Regions from separate parts of the Zea mays genome. Here region 1 is linked to region 2. The links are chromatin contacts, called in public Hi-C maps. All regions are on one chromosome and are shown on one strand. Each heading gives the region's core, a stretch centred on a gene start, on an enhancer-like site or on the middle of the called end of the contact. The rest is flanking DNA. Distances are from core to core; before and after follow the strand shown.

Evidence for each region. Hi-C and Micro-C count contacts between places; a contact is called where the count stands out from the background.
Region 1: a contact with region 2 is called in a Hi-C map of leaf, with 2.7 times the contacts expected there. The contact joins the promoter of LOC100278180 here to the promoter of LOC100277766 in region 2. A contact is called at or near these places in 5 of 25 Hi-C or Micro-C datasets (ear, leaf and tassel) and 2 of 3 datasets of contacts at active chromatin or transcription factors (leaf and seedling).

Annotation. Positions count from the first base shown.
Region 1 is chr3:229,602,874-229,608,918 of Zm-B73-REFERENCE-NAM-5.0, reverse strand. LOC100278180 reads right to left here and starts at 3,449. Exons shown (of 1, transcript NM_001151539.1): 1 at 2,758-3,449. The coding sequence starts at 3,394. The coding sequence ends at 2,969.
Region 2 is chr3:229,465,649-229,472,034 of Zm-B73-REFERENCE-NAM-5.0, reverse strand. LOC100277766 reads left to right here and starts at 4,377. Exons shown (of 1, transcript NM_001151252.3): 1 at 4,377-5,630. The coding sequence starts at 4,497. The coding sequence ends at 5,471.

The DNA.
Region 1 (6,045 bases), core at 2,200-4,699, 140 kb before region 2:
AGTTAAAAAATAAACTAGTGAGTGACAAATATTCGAAAACGAGGTAGTATATGCTAGATGCTTTGAGTTTTATGTGTGGAATTGTATTGCGTGTTATAAACTTCTATTAATAAGTTCAAAATATAATTACATAGTTAATTGGTTTGTACAATAATGATTAGGTGTCATTTGAATCTCTAACAGGCGGTTGCATGAGAATTGGATAGGATTCGTGAGGATTAAATTTTTTATTTATTTTTAATTAGAAATGGTTTAATCTCCTTCAGTCCCCTTCAATCCACTTCTAACCAAACAAAGCCTTAAAAAGGGACAGAGAAGAGGTGTGAGGGATCTGCACTTGATTCACTCGTACTCTTTCAATTGCTTTCTACTCTTATCTCTTATTTGTTCCATCCAAGACGAAAACTAGCACCCACCATGCTTGGCACATTACGCGACCTTCGACTACCCCGGGCAAGCACTACTTTGGATGGCCATCGAGAACCGACCAATGAGTTAGAAAGTAGACGACCAATGAGTTAGAAAGTATAAAACATTGCTGAAGTTGTCCATAGTTTGTAGATGCTATTTTGGAAGATACATTTCATGGTGAAATGCTATTTCGGATCTATCAGATGGCCAATTGGTTGAAATAGTGTTGCATCGCCTACAATTAAGATAAGTGTCTTTTAAGGGGTGAATCGAGTCTATATTTTTTGGGTCGTGTGATCCTGACGAACTTCAGCACCTTAATAAATATATGGCGTTTATCACTGTGTTATCTTTGTTGGATTCATGTAGACTTCATATGGATTTACCACTACGACTTGCACTTTAACATTTGTTTTATTACATTCAAAGCTTTTGGTCCGTTCTTTGAATACAATTATTATTTGGCCAGACAGTGGCTTTGATGCTACAAACTTGTTTTATTCTTTAAACCTCCATTAATCACTAGTAGGTCCCCATAGCTGAGTGGTTGCCTCGGTTAAAGGTTAATAGAGACGATCCACATAAGGCAATTTAATAACCCATCAAGAAAGGTCGACATCATATGACTACCACCTCCATCATTTGTTTAACTAGATAGCAATGTAAGTTGTTTTGTCTCTGTTAATAACCTATTAATATAGATAATGCTACTATGAAAACTTTCTCCGTTAATGGCTCCATTAATAGAGGTGGTCAGTCTTAGGATGTTCTACTGCGTTAATTTGTAGCTGTAAAATCAAACCCCTAATCACTCCTTTCTTTTTTTTTTCTCCATGAGCTTTCCTATTCATTTTGATGAGGTTAGAGGCGGCCTGGAGCTTTAGAACTCAAAATCACAATGTTTTGAGGGTTAGAATTTGTTTATCTTGTATTTCTTGAAGGACGACATCGTAAGAGGTTGCTATGCGTTCTCCCAGCTTTACTTTGCTCTCTTTCCAAGTTTTGGATGATGTAGGACTAAATCTAATGGTACAAGAGACAGAAAACATATCTGTCGTGGTTTCGTAAGATCAGATAGCTATCTCGAACACTTGCAACTATCTGAAACATCGTGGCTTGGCATCTGATTGCAGAGGAAAAACATTCGACCCTGTAAGCAGAAACGTCGCTTCGCTGGAACGAGCGAGGTAGGGAGGTCTCTATGCACGGACGCTGCGGCGCCGCGCGTCCTTCGTTGGCTGCAACGGCGACCGCCTGACCTCCGACGTGGTCCGCCGTAGGAGCACCTCGGCCACGCAGATGTTGAGCAAGACGCCTCTCCCGCTCCCGCCTGCATCGCGGCGTCTCGACGACCCCGTCCCCGGTGAAGCATCACGGCGCAGCTTCGGCGGCGGCATGTTCAGTGGCTTCAAGATGTTCGGTGGTGGCTGCGACAGCATGGAGGTGATGTACGTGTCGAGGATCCGGCTGAGCAGCTGCAGCGGCGACGACCACCGCGGCGCGCTGGCACGGCGGCGGCGGCGGCGGCGTAGCCGGACGAACCTCCAGCCTCCCGAGCCGAGGACCGCTCGCCGTCCGAGCCTGCAGGTGCCTCTGCCCGGAGTCGTCGGCGGCGGTGCCCGCAGCCGCTGGTAGCCGGTGCAGCTCCTCCTGCGCGCCCCGATGAACCCCTCCTCCATCTTGTTTGCAACAGACCGCAGCAACGGCACCGCGGCACGAAAAAAAAAAGTACGGTGCGTTAGTTGTTGTGTGTGTGTGTTCTTGGGGGGGCATTTTTGTAGTGTGGGAGTGTGACGTGCGTACTCCATTTAATAATTGACTATCTTCTAGAATGAAACGTTGAACTCGTAGAATGGGAATTAGTGTGACACAAGTGCGCGCGCGCGGTCGAGCTGCTTCTGGGTCCATTCGTGCAAGCTGCTGAGTGCTGAGCGGGGATTGACCCGACCCGGTTGCCGTTGCCGTTGCCTGACGGGGCCGGTGGGTAAGACTAAGACCGAGTGCCGGGCCGGCCAATTACGCTGATGACAATCCAGAATTCCAGATGGCCACGCATCGCTCGACCCTGACCCTGCCTGTGCACCAAGGTAAGGTAAGCGGCTGACCGCGACACATGACACACGAGATGTTGAAGCTCCACTACCACACAGAGAAGGCCTTGGGCTGATGCGGTGTGTCATGTGTGAGCCGCGTGATGAGCTGCAGCAGACTTGGTCAGTTCAAGCACCCCGAACCCTACATAAACACCTTCTAGTTCTTTGTTGTTTTTCTTTCTTTCTTTTTTCAGTACGATTTGCATCGTCGTTAGCAGCGTTACGTGAACGAAACGCAAGGAGGAAAAAAACATCAGTAACCGAAAAATTTAAACAAAAAAGGAGCTGCTCGTCTGCTGGTTTTTTTAGCAGCAGCTCTATCTCATAAATTTAGTACACTGACAGCCAGCGACAACATGCAATGCAACCCCATTATTACCCCAACACGAAAGTTTGGTCGCCATACATATACTCGATTTACGTAGGCATTAATCGAACCGAACGACACGGCGCGACTAAAACAATCACTCAAGCCACAGCAGCAGAGCCAAGCTGGTGCTGGCGAGGGCCAAGCTGGCGCGCCCGCAGCCGCCGTGCCGCGGGGGCGCACCGGACTTGGACTCCCTCCTCCTGTCGTCCCGCGGGTACATCTCCCCCGCCGGTGGCCCGTACGTGGTCGGCCACGGGTACCCGTACGGCTGCGGCGGGTAGTACGCGGGGAGCGCCGGCGCCGGCGGCGGGGGCGGGGGCGGGGGCGGCGAGGGGACCGGCTGCGGCTGCGGCTGCGCCGGCGGTGAGTGGTGGGTCGGCGCCTCCGGCGGGGGCGGATACGGGTCCAGGTCGCAGACGCACATGAAGCACCTGCAGTCCTCGTCGGTGGCGATGCCCAGCACCCCCGCCGGGGACGCGAGCATGGTGACCACGACCGCTACCTGCAGCGGCAGCAGCATTCCGGGTTTCTCGTGCTACCCTTTCTTCTTCCAACTGGTTCAGTGAGCGATCACTACTGAACCGGGAATCCAAACCATGGGTATATAACTGACTTTCGAAAGCATGTGTGCTGGTGCATCTGCATGGCGTAGTTTTTCGTGTTGCAGGACAGGTGGAACGACTGCTCGTTTCTGGGGTTCGCGGTGTTCTGCTTCAGATTACCAAACCAAATTAACGCAGAGTGATTTTTTTTGTCGTCGCTTTGAGATGGTGCTTAATTTAATCACCTCTGTTGACTCGTTTTTTGCCAACAGCAACACCTCACTACCAGCCCAGGAGGCCAGGCCCAAGCGAAAGAGAAGGCCAAATCCGAACGTCGTTGGACCCAACTGGGTGTAGTGCTGACATATATAAATAGAGGGAGAGTTTGGTGTAGGGTATCTATCAGAAAAACTTGTAAACACTTCTACTGTTAAACATCTCGCCGCCTCTGCCTGTCTTCTGCCTATCCCTGCTCTGTTCTTCTACTCTTCCTACTGTTCAATAGTCTTGTTCCATAGTTACTGTTAACAAAGTGGTATCAGAGGTCCGATTCTGTTCTTCCAGTGCCAATTCCCTAATCCATCGGTCGACTGGGCAACGGATTAGGTCAGGATCGATCTCGAGTGAATCAGTGAGCTGCTGATTCCTTAGGGTCTCCTCTAATTCCTGTCCATACCCGGTCGATTTGTGGCGAATTCGGCCTGGAGCCTCACGAGATTCACCACCCCCACTTCACCAGATTTCGTTAGAGGTTAGGAGCAATGGATCCGAACATGAAGATTATGCTGGATGAGATGAAGGCGATGCGCGAGTCTGTTGACAACCTCCAAGGCTCGCTCACCCAGCGCATGGAAGGGGTCGAGAAATCCCTGGCGGAACGATTCCAATCTCTGGAATCTAAGGCGGCGGCATTTGGGGATTGGCAGCCCCGCGTCGAAGCGTCAGTGGAGGAACTTCGTCAGGAGGTCAGCGTTCTTCGCAAATCAGTGAATCGGGTCGTCCTTACTGCGTCCCATCCATCCGCGGCGGGCATCTTCACCAAGCCCGGGTCGACTTCGGCGTCCCCATCTGCCGGCATCACGGTCGACGGCCCAGGAGGGCACCACGATGACAAACATCACCGGGAGTCTGCGTTTGGGTCGGTGTACACCCATTCGCATACCCCGGTCACGGGTATGGAGCCTGAGCCTTCCCCTTCACTGCATACCTCTGATTTCCAGCCCAGTTTGTTTGGTCCGCATGAGAGATCGCAACATAATCATTCAGTTGGTGATCATACTCATATTCAGTCGTCTGATCTCTCAAATTGCCACATTCCCAAACTAAATTTTCCTTGTTTTGATGGGTCTAACCCAAAACTGTGGATCAAACGCAGTGAGGATTATTTTTACTTATACCAAGTACCACCTAATTTGTGGATTAGAATTTCTACCATGCAATTTTCAGGAGCCTCATCTGTATGGTTACAGTCTGTAGAAAAGCGTCTTAGAACCATAGCATGGCCTGAGTTCTGTTCTATGTTACTGGGTCGTTTTGGGCGTGATCAGCATGAAATTTTAGTTCGCCAATTTTTGACCATTAGGCAATCGGGTACTGTAGCTGATTACATTGAACAATTTGCTGGCCTGGTAGATCAATTGATTGCATATGAAAATAGCAATGATCCTTTGTATTTCATTATGCGATTCATTGAGGGATTAAGGTCTGATTTAAAAGCTGTTGTTCTTATTCAACGGCCGTCGGATTTGGATACTGCTTTCGTGCTTGCTCAATTGCAGGATGAAGCAACGGCCCATGAGGTGCACCGACGGCGTGATCAAGGAAAATCGGAATTCTGGTCCTCATGGGTGCATGCTGCCAAATCACCTTGTCCTATATCAGTGCCACCCAAGATGGATAAAGGTTCAGCACCCATGTTGACAGATGACAGACGGTATGGAGACACTGCTCGTGGAAGACCAAGTGATGACAAGCTGTTGGCTCTGCGTGCCTATCGTCGTGCCAAGGGTCTTTGCCAACGCTGTGCAGAGAAATGGTCTCGTGATCATAAATGTCCAGCATCGGTGCCCCTCACTGCTATTTTGGAGGTCTGGGATCTAATTCCGGAGGAGGACCAAGAAGAGTCCGAGAACAAATCTCTGGAGCCAGGTGAGCAGCTGTTTGTTGCTATTTCGGAGGCTGCTTCATTGGGTGTGGAAGCTCCCTGCACAATTCGGTTTGTCGGAACCATTCAGAACAAGCCACTTTTGATTTTGGTGGATTCAGGCAGTTCTCAATCGTTTCTGAGTCAACAGGTCATACAAGGGCTCGAAGGACTGTCACCACTTGCTGTTCCTGTGCAGGTCAGGGTGGCTAACGGTGCAACATTGTCATGTTCCACTCAGTTGTTGCAGGCTGCTTGGTCAGTGCAAGGCTATCAGTTTGTATCTGACCTCAAGATTTTGGATATTCCTCATTTTGACATGATTCTCGGTATGGATTGGCTCGAGAGGTTCAGTCCAATGAGAGTGCACTGGCAACAAAAATGGTTATCTATTCCTTATGCTGGTTCCATGATTTTTTTGCAAGGGTTGGTTCCTGAGTTGCCCATGGGGACTATCATTTCATTGCTTACTACATCTCCGGTTCC
Region 2 (6,386 bases), core at 3,128-5,627:
ACTTTGTTTCTTTGCTCCTTTGAATTTGGATCCCTAACTTGAATATTTATTGGTTTGTGTTGAACCTTTGTGCACCTGTAGAACATGTATTCTAGAGCAAACTAGTTAGTCCATATATTTGTGTTGGGCATTCAACCACCAAAATTAATTGTGGGAAAATGTTAACCTTATTTCCCTTTCACCCGTACCCGCGTCGATGAGCGTCGGTCGGCTCGCGGCTGCGACCGTGGGCAAGGACAGCAGGTTGGGGAGGAAGAACATGGCGAAGACCGGGAAGACGAACGGGACGTCCGACAATGGCGAAAACGATGGTGCGTGCATGCTGTGAAACACCCTCGTGGACGTGCAATAGCCACTGCGTGGGTCGGTGTCGGGGCTGGTGTCGGATGAATACGGAGAGGAGACACCTACTCCCACGCCCTCTGCCGAGAATGGGTGGTGTGGAGGTGAAGGCATGAGGGGATAGAGAAAAGAAGTAGGATGACGAATGAGGTGGCGACAACTGAGGCGAGGACCATCAGTATCGTGCAGAGGTATAGATGGTCAAATGGGCCGCGTCTTGGTTCGGGGCACGCCCCATTTAATAGTGCCTGGGCCAGCCCGACACGTTCGTCGTGTCGTGCTTGGGACGTGCCTCGGCCCGTAGTGCTGATCCGGCCCGGCACGATTATTTATTTTTTATTTTACAAAACTAGTATATACATATATAGAATTTATATTCAATATTAAAAACAATTAACCATGATGTTCTACTGGTTAGATGGCTTCACTCATTGTCTCACGGCCTTCTTCCATCATGGCTTGGGTTTGAACCCAACCTCCCGCACCACTTCTTTTAATATTTTACACTAATTTAACCACCCGACTGGCTAACGGGCTGGACGTGGAGGTTGTGTGCATGGAGGGATGCAACGAGTCAATTTAAGATAGATGTAATGAGTTATTTGTAAAAATATAACACAGGATGACCGTTGAAACTGGTGCTTTAAGTATAGTAGAGATATACTAATACTAATTATGCTACACGGTGTAGGTATTTATATAATACGGTACGCTGCGTAGAAAATCAGTTTTCTGGTGCATGTCCACAAATTTAGGATTGCAATAATGTGAGTTGAGAGGAAATGGATTGATATGCATGGAAACAAAAAAATCTAATTTAAATACTTTATTTCCCTAATAAATATAAGATATCTCCAACAGCAATGTAGTTAGGCTCGTTGAAACCAGTTTATGACATATATTGATATTAATTATTCTGTTCAGTGTAGATATTTATGCATTGTAGTACACCGCGTAAAAACTGTTTCCTACTGCATGCGCACAAATTTTGGATGACAAGAATGGACTTTGAAAGAAAATGGATTGACATGCATGGAATCAAAAAATATGATTTAAATGCTTTATTTCGTCCATAAAAGTAGGATCTCTAAAATAGCCATGTAGCTCGGATTGTTGGAATCAGTTTATGACATATACTGATACTAATTATGCTACACGACATAGATATTTATGCAATGTTGCACATCATCTAGAAAATCTGTTTCATGCAGCATGCGCACAAATTTAGGATGACAAGAATGTGCGTTGAAAGAAAATGGATTAACATACATGGAAAAAAAATCTGATTTAAATGCTTAATTTTCTCCATAAATATAGGATCTCTTCAAGAGGCATACATCTAGTCTCGTTAAAACCAGTTTATGATATATACTGAGACTAATTATAATACACGGTGAAGGTATTTATACACTACGATACACTGTGTACAAAATATATTTTCTGTCGCATGCGCATAAAATTAGGATGGCAAGAACGTGAGTTAAAAGGAAATGGATTGACATGCATGGAAACAAAAATATGATTTTCAATGCTTTATTTCGTCCACAAATATAGGATCTCTCTAACAGCCATGCAGTTAGGCTCGTTAGAACTAGTTTATGATATATACTAATACTAATTATGCTACATGTGTAAGTTATTTATGTATCACGATACACTACGTAAAAAACAACAAACGTTTACATAAATGTGAATAGAAATATCAGAAACATACAGAAGATGGAAGGAGAGCCATGAACTGACAAAGTATCATAAAAATCTATTGACGTTGGCATAAATATGTATACAAAATCGCATAAAAATATGGTCGTCGATCCACCACCGCTCGCGCCTAGGGAAGGTCGCGCGTCATTGCCGACCGTGGGACGCCAGCGGGCGCCACTCCAGGGTACGCGCTTCCGAGGAGCCGACGTTGCGTGCGCCTCCCAGATCCACCATCGCGGGCGTGCCTACCAGATCCACCGCCGCGGGCGCGCCTCCGAGATCCTCGATCCTGGGGGAGTGCCCCCCGTCGCTCGGTCCTGGGGGAGCGCCGTCGTCGCTCGCTCCTGGCGTCGCTCGGTCCTAGGGAGGTCGTCGTCGCTTGATCCTTCGGGAGTGTCGACGCCGCTCGATCCTAGGGGAGCGCCACCGTCGATCGCCCTCCTCAGGGCGCCACCGTCGCTGGCCCCTGGGATTATCGCTGCTCGCACGCCCGAAGAAACCGTCGCCGCCGTTCGCTCACCCGAGGGAACCGCCGCCCCCGCTAAAACCTAATCCTTGGCGGCCTGGTGGTGTTTTTATAGTCGCTCAAACCTGGTGCGGCTGAACCGGATGGCACCATTGAGCCAGAGCTTCCTCTAATTATTGAAAGACTAGGGCTCCAAATATACAAACTATATATATATATATATATATATATATATATATATATATATATATATATATATTCATCCAGGGGCTCAATGCAATACAACCCATCATTCCACGCTTTATACAATATCTCCTTTCTACATGGTCGTGTTGCTCACGAGGAGATCCATCTCCACCGGGGGAAACACCCTTGTAGGATGTGCCACATGTTTGTGTAACCGCAACGTTTGTCTTCGTCATCGTTAAGCATATGATGCATGTCTCTCGCGCATGGTCTTCTTCAGCTATTCGAGTTCTTCGCCAACTTCAAGCACCACCGTCGCGCTACAGTGGCGATGTCGATGACCTTCTTCCTATGTGTTGTGGCTCTCCCGCCGGCAACTCCAGGAACCTCGATGTGTCGCCACGTCTATCTCTTCGTCTTTGTCCAACACAACCTTGTTGCTAGCATCACCATCTCATCCTCGACTACTTTGTTTACTCTTTTCGGGCAATCGTGAGTTGTGATGGCACTCCAGCGATACCGGATCACAACCGCCGTGGAGGTCTTCTTTTCTAGCCCCTTTAGGCGCTGACACATGGTTGGGACCGTCTCCCTTGTACGTCTGATATTGGAAACACCAGCGCGTTCATTCGTCCACGATGCGTTTCCAGATCTGGTGAACCTGGAGTACGCCTTGTCCATGGCGGTTTGACAACATCGTCCTCTGCGTTGGCTTCTCCTTCATCGACTACCGCGATTGTGTCACCGTCTTTGCCTACGACACCCTCCTTCTACGCCATCGTCAACCTGGTGCCTCTTGGCGCACCGTGGGCCTTCCCGCGTGCTGCGCCCGGGACTCGTGTAGTTTGGCTTCTTCGGCATTCTCGACAACTACATCGACCACAACTATCGACGCACGACACCTCGACAACGGCTCCACACCCTTGCACTCGGCTACCTCGATATTATCGATACAAAAGGTTATCATCTGCATGAGCTACTTCAGACTCCAATCACAACATTCACACCAGCGTTCCGACCACGGAGATATCTCCATTGTTCTCCACCTACCGGCTGGCCAAGGCCGCACCGACAGCCACGCTCGGCGAGGAGGTTCATACTGTTCGCATCCTGTTCCTATCCGTGACCATAATGCTGTTCGTATCCGTGTTCGTGGCCATCTATGTTGGCGAGCAGCACCTGTTGCCCAGCCGTTCGGTGAGCAGGGAGCAGCCGTTTGGCGAGCAGCAGCAGGTGTCTGCCTGTTCGCGTTATCCTGGTGGATTCAAAGTCCACCTTGAGCGTATAATTAATAAAGGGGTAAAATTATCTTGTTAGGGACAAAGTACACGAGATTAGATTACAAAAGGAAGAGAACACATTAAATAGCAGCTTAATCAATTAGAACATGTTTGTAATCCTTTTTTTCGATGCAAATATTTTGAGTGGCATTATTGTGAAGCACAATGTTTAGAGTTCTAAATATACAATTATCTCTTATTTGTCAGAGTATATCTAAATATACAATTATCTTTTATTTATCAGAGTATATTAGACAATTTTTGATATGGTTGATTTAGAATGGATTGGATGACCTTCCTTATCTCCAAACCATATTCCTAATATATTAATCCCAAAAACTCAATACAATACATCCCACCCTGCACGTATTAAACACAATATATCTCCTTTCTACACTATTTTCGTTTTGCCCTCGCCGCGGGTTGTATACTATAGGCTCGAGATCTCTATACGCTCTAGACGAAATCGTCTTCGTCTTCCTCCAATTGCAGACGAACAGTGGGATATCCCCTTACCAATGGCCTTCCACCCCGCCACGCTGTTCCTCCTCCTTGTCCTCGCCGCCGTCGCGCCGATCCCCTCCAACGCGCGCCACATCATTACTTTCGCCCCCTCACGCGCGGTCAATCCCGCGTCCCTCGCTTGGGACCCTACGGCGCAGCACTTTGTCGTCGCCGGCGGCGGCGATGCCGTCCTTTCCGTCTCAGACGCTGGGGTAACCGAATCGATCGTCTCCTCTGGCGCCTCTTGCGTCGCCGTCGACGACCGGCGACGCCGCCTCCTCGTCGCTTCCCCGGGATCCGTCTCCGCGTTCGATCTCCGCTCCCCGCGGCCGCACCGCCTCATCCTCTCGACGCCTGTTGCGGACCCCGCCCCTCCGGGCGGCATCGCTGTGGACCCGCACACCGGGAACGCCTTCCTCACTGTGGGCGCTCGAATCTACAAGCTATCCGTAGAGGGCGAGCTCGCCACGCTCGCATCCGCGCCGGCGCTCGGCTCCGTGCCCCTAGCCTCGCTCACCGCACACGTGAGCCGAGGCTTCCTGCTCGTGGGCCAGCCCAGCTCGGGCAGCGTCCTCCGCGTGGACATGGAGGACGGCGCCACGAGGACCGTGTCCTGCGCCCTCACGCCGACCGCCGTGGCGGTCCGGACCGATGGGGCGGTGGCGGTGGGCGGGGCCGCGGGGCTGCGCCTCGTCGTGAGCAACGACGGGTGGGCTTCGTGCGGGGTGCGGGACGAGGCCGCGCCCGCGCCCGACGGCCCCGTGGCCGCGGTGGCGGTGCGGGAGCGGCGACGGGTGTACGCGCTGGTTGGGGCGGCGGCGATGGACGGGGGCAACAAGTGGCGGATCGAGGAGGCCTCGTGGAAATCGGAGTCGGAAGGGGAGATGGTGGTGGTGCTCGTCTTCGTTGGCGTTGCCCTCACCATCTTCATGTTCTGGAGGTTCCAGATGCGGCAGCTCGCCGGCAACATGAACAAGAAGATCAGATAGTAGTACCAAATGCATAACTTGCCTTGTAGTCAATTGCTTTTCTCATGCCGTAGTTGGTGTAGCCTCCTGTGGATTAGACACGTTACTTATATTCTATGTATGATATGAATTATGAGTCGTTTGTAATATCCGCTGAAAATTTGTGTATTTCTGCTTGAGCCAAATTTGTGTATTTCTGCTTGAGCCGTACGAGATGAAATTTTCATATACGGTTTGAAGAACGTCTTGCAATTCAGGCAATTGCGGATGATATAACTAGTAAATATATTCCTCCTCATGTCAACATATTTTATTGTTTAGGGAGAATTACACTTACAAGTCGTTACCGGTTTTGCTATGACTTTTTACGACCGACCGTTACAGAGGTTTTTTCCTCCGTTCAATATTATAATGATGGAGGCCAACTTTGGTTGGTTAATCTGATCGGTTCATCGATGGTCAGCAAGTATGATGATTCTAATGATGATCTTGCACGTATTTCGTGTGTATCTCACAGGTAAACCCCGTGAATTAACTTGGGTCACGAGCGTGGTTTTAGTTGTATTGACTGCATCATTTGGTGTAACTGGTTATTCTTTGCCTTGGGATCAAATTGGTTATTGGGCAGTCAAAATTGTTACATGTGTATCCGAAGCTATTCCGGTAATAGGGTCCCTTTAGGCCTTGTTCGTTTCTGTCGGATTGGTGGGTCGGAACGATTCTTGACCGGATTGCTTCTCTAATTTATATAAACTTTGATTAGCTGGAACTATTCCGGGTGCAATCCGACGGAAACGAACAAGGCCTTAGTGGAATTATTATCTGGAAGTGCTAGTGTGGGCCCAGGGGCGGAGCCAGCCCTTATTTTGGGGTCAGATGACCCCGGTAATTTTTTGAATATCTAATAGAAAAACGGTGTTAATAACAAAAGTTCTA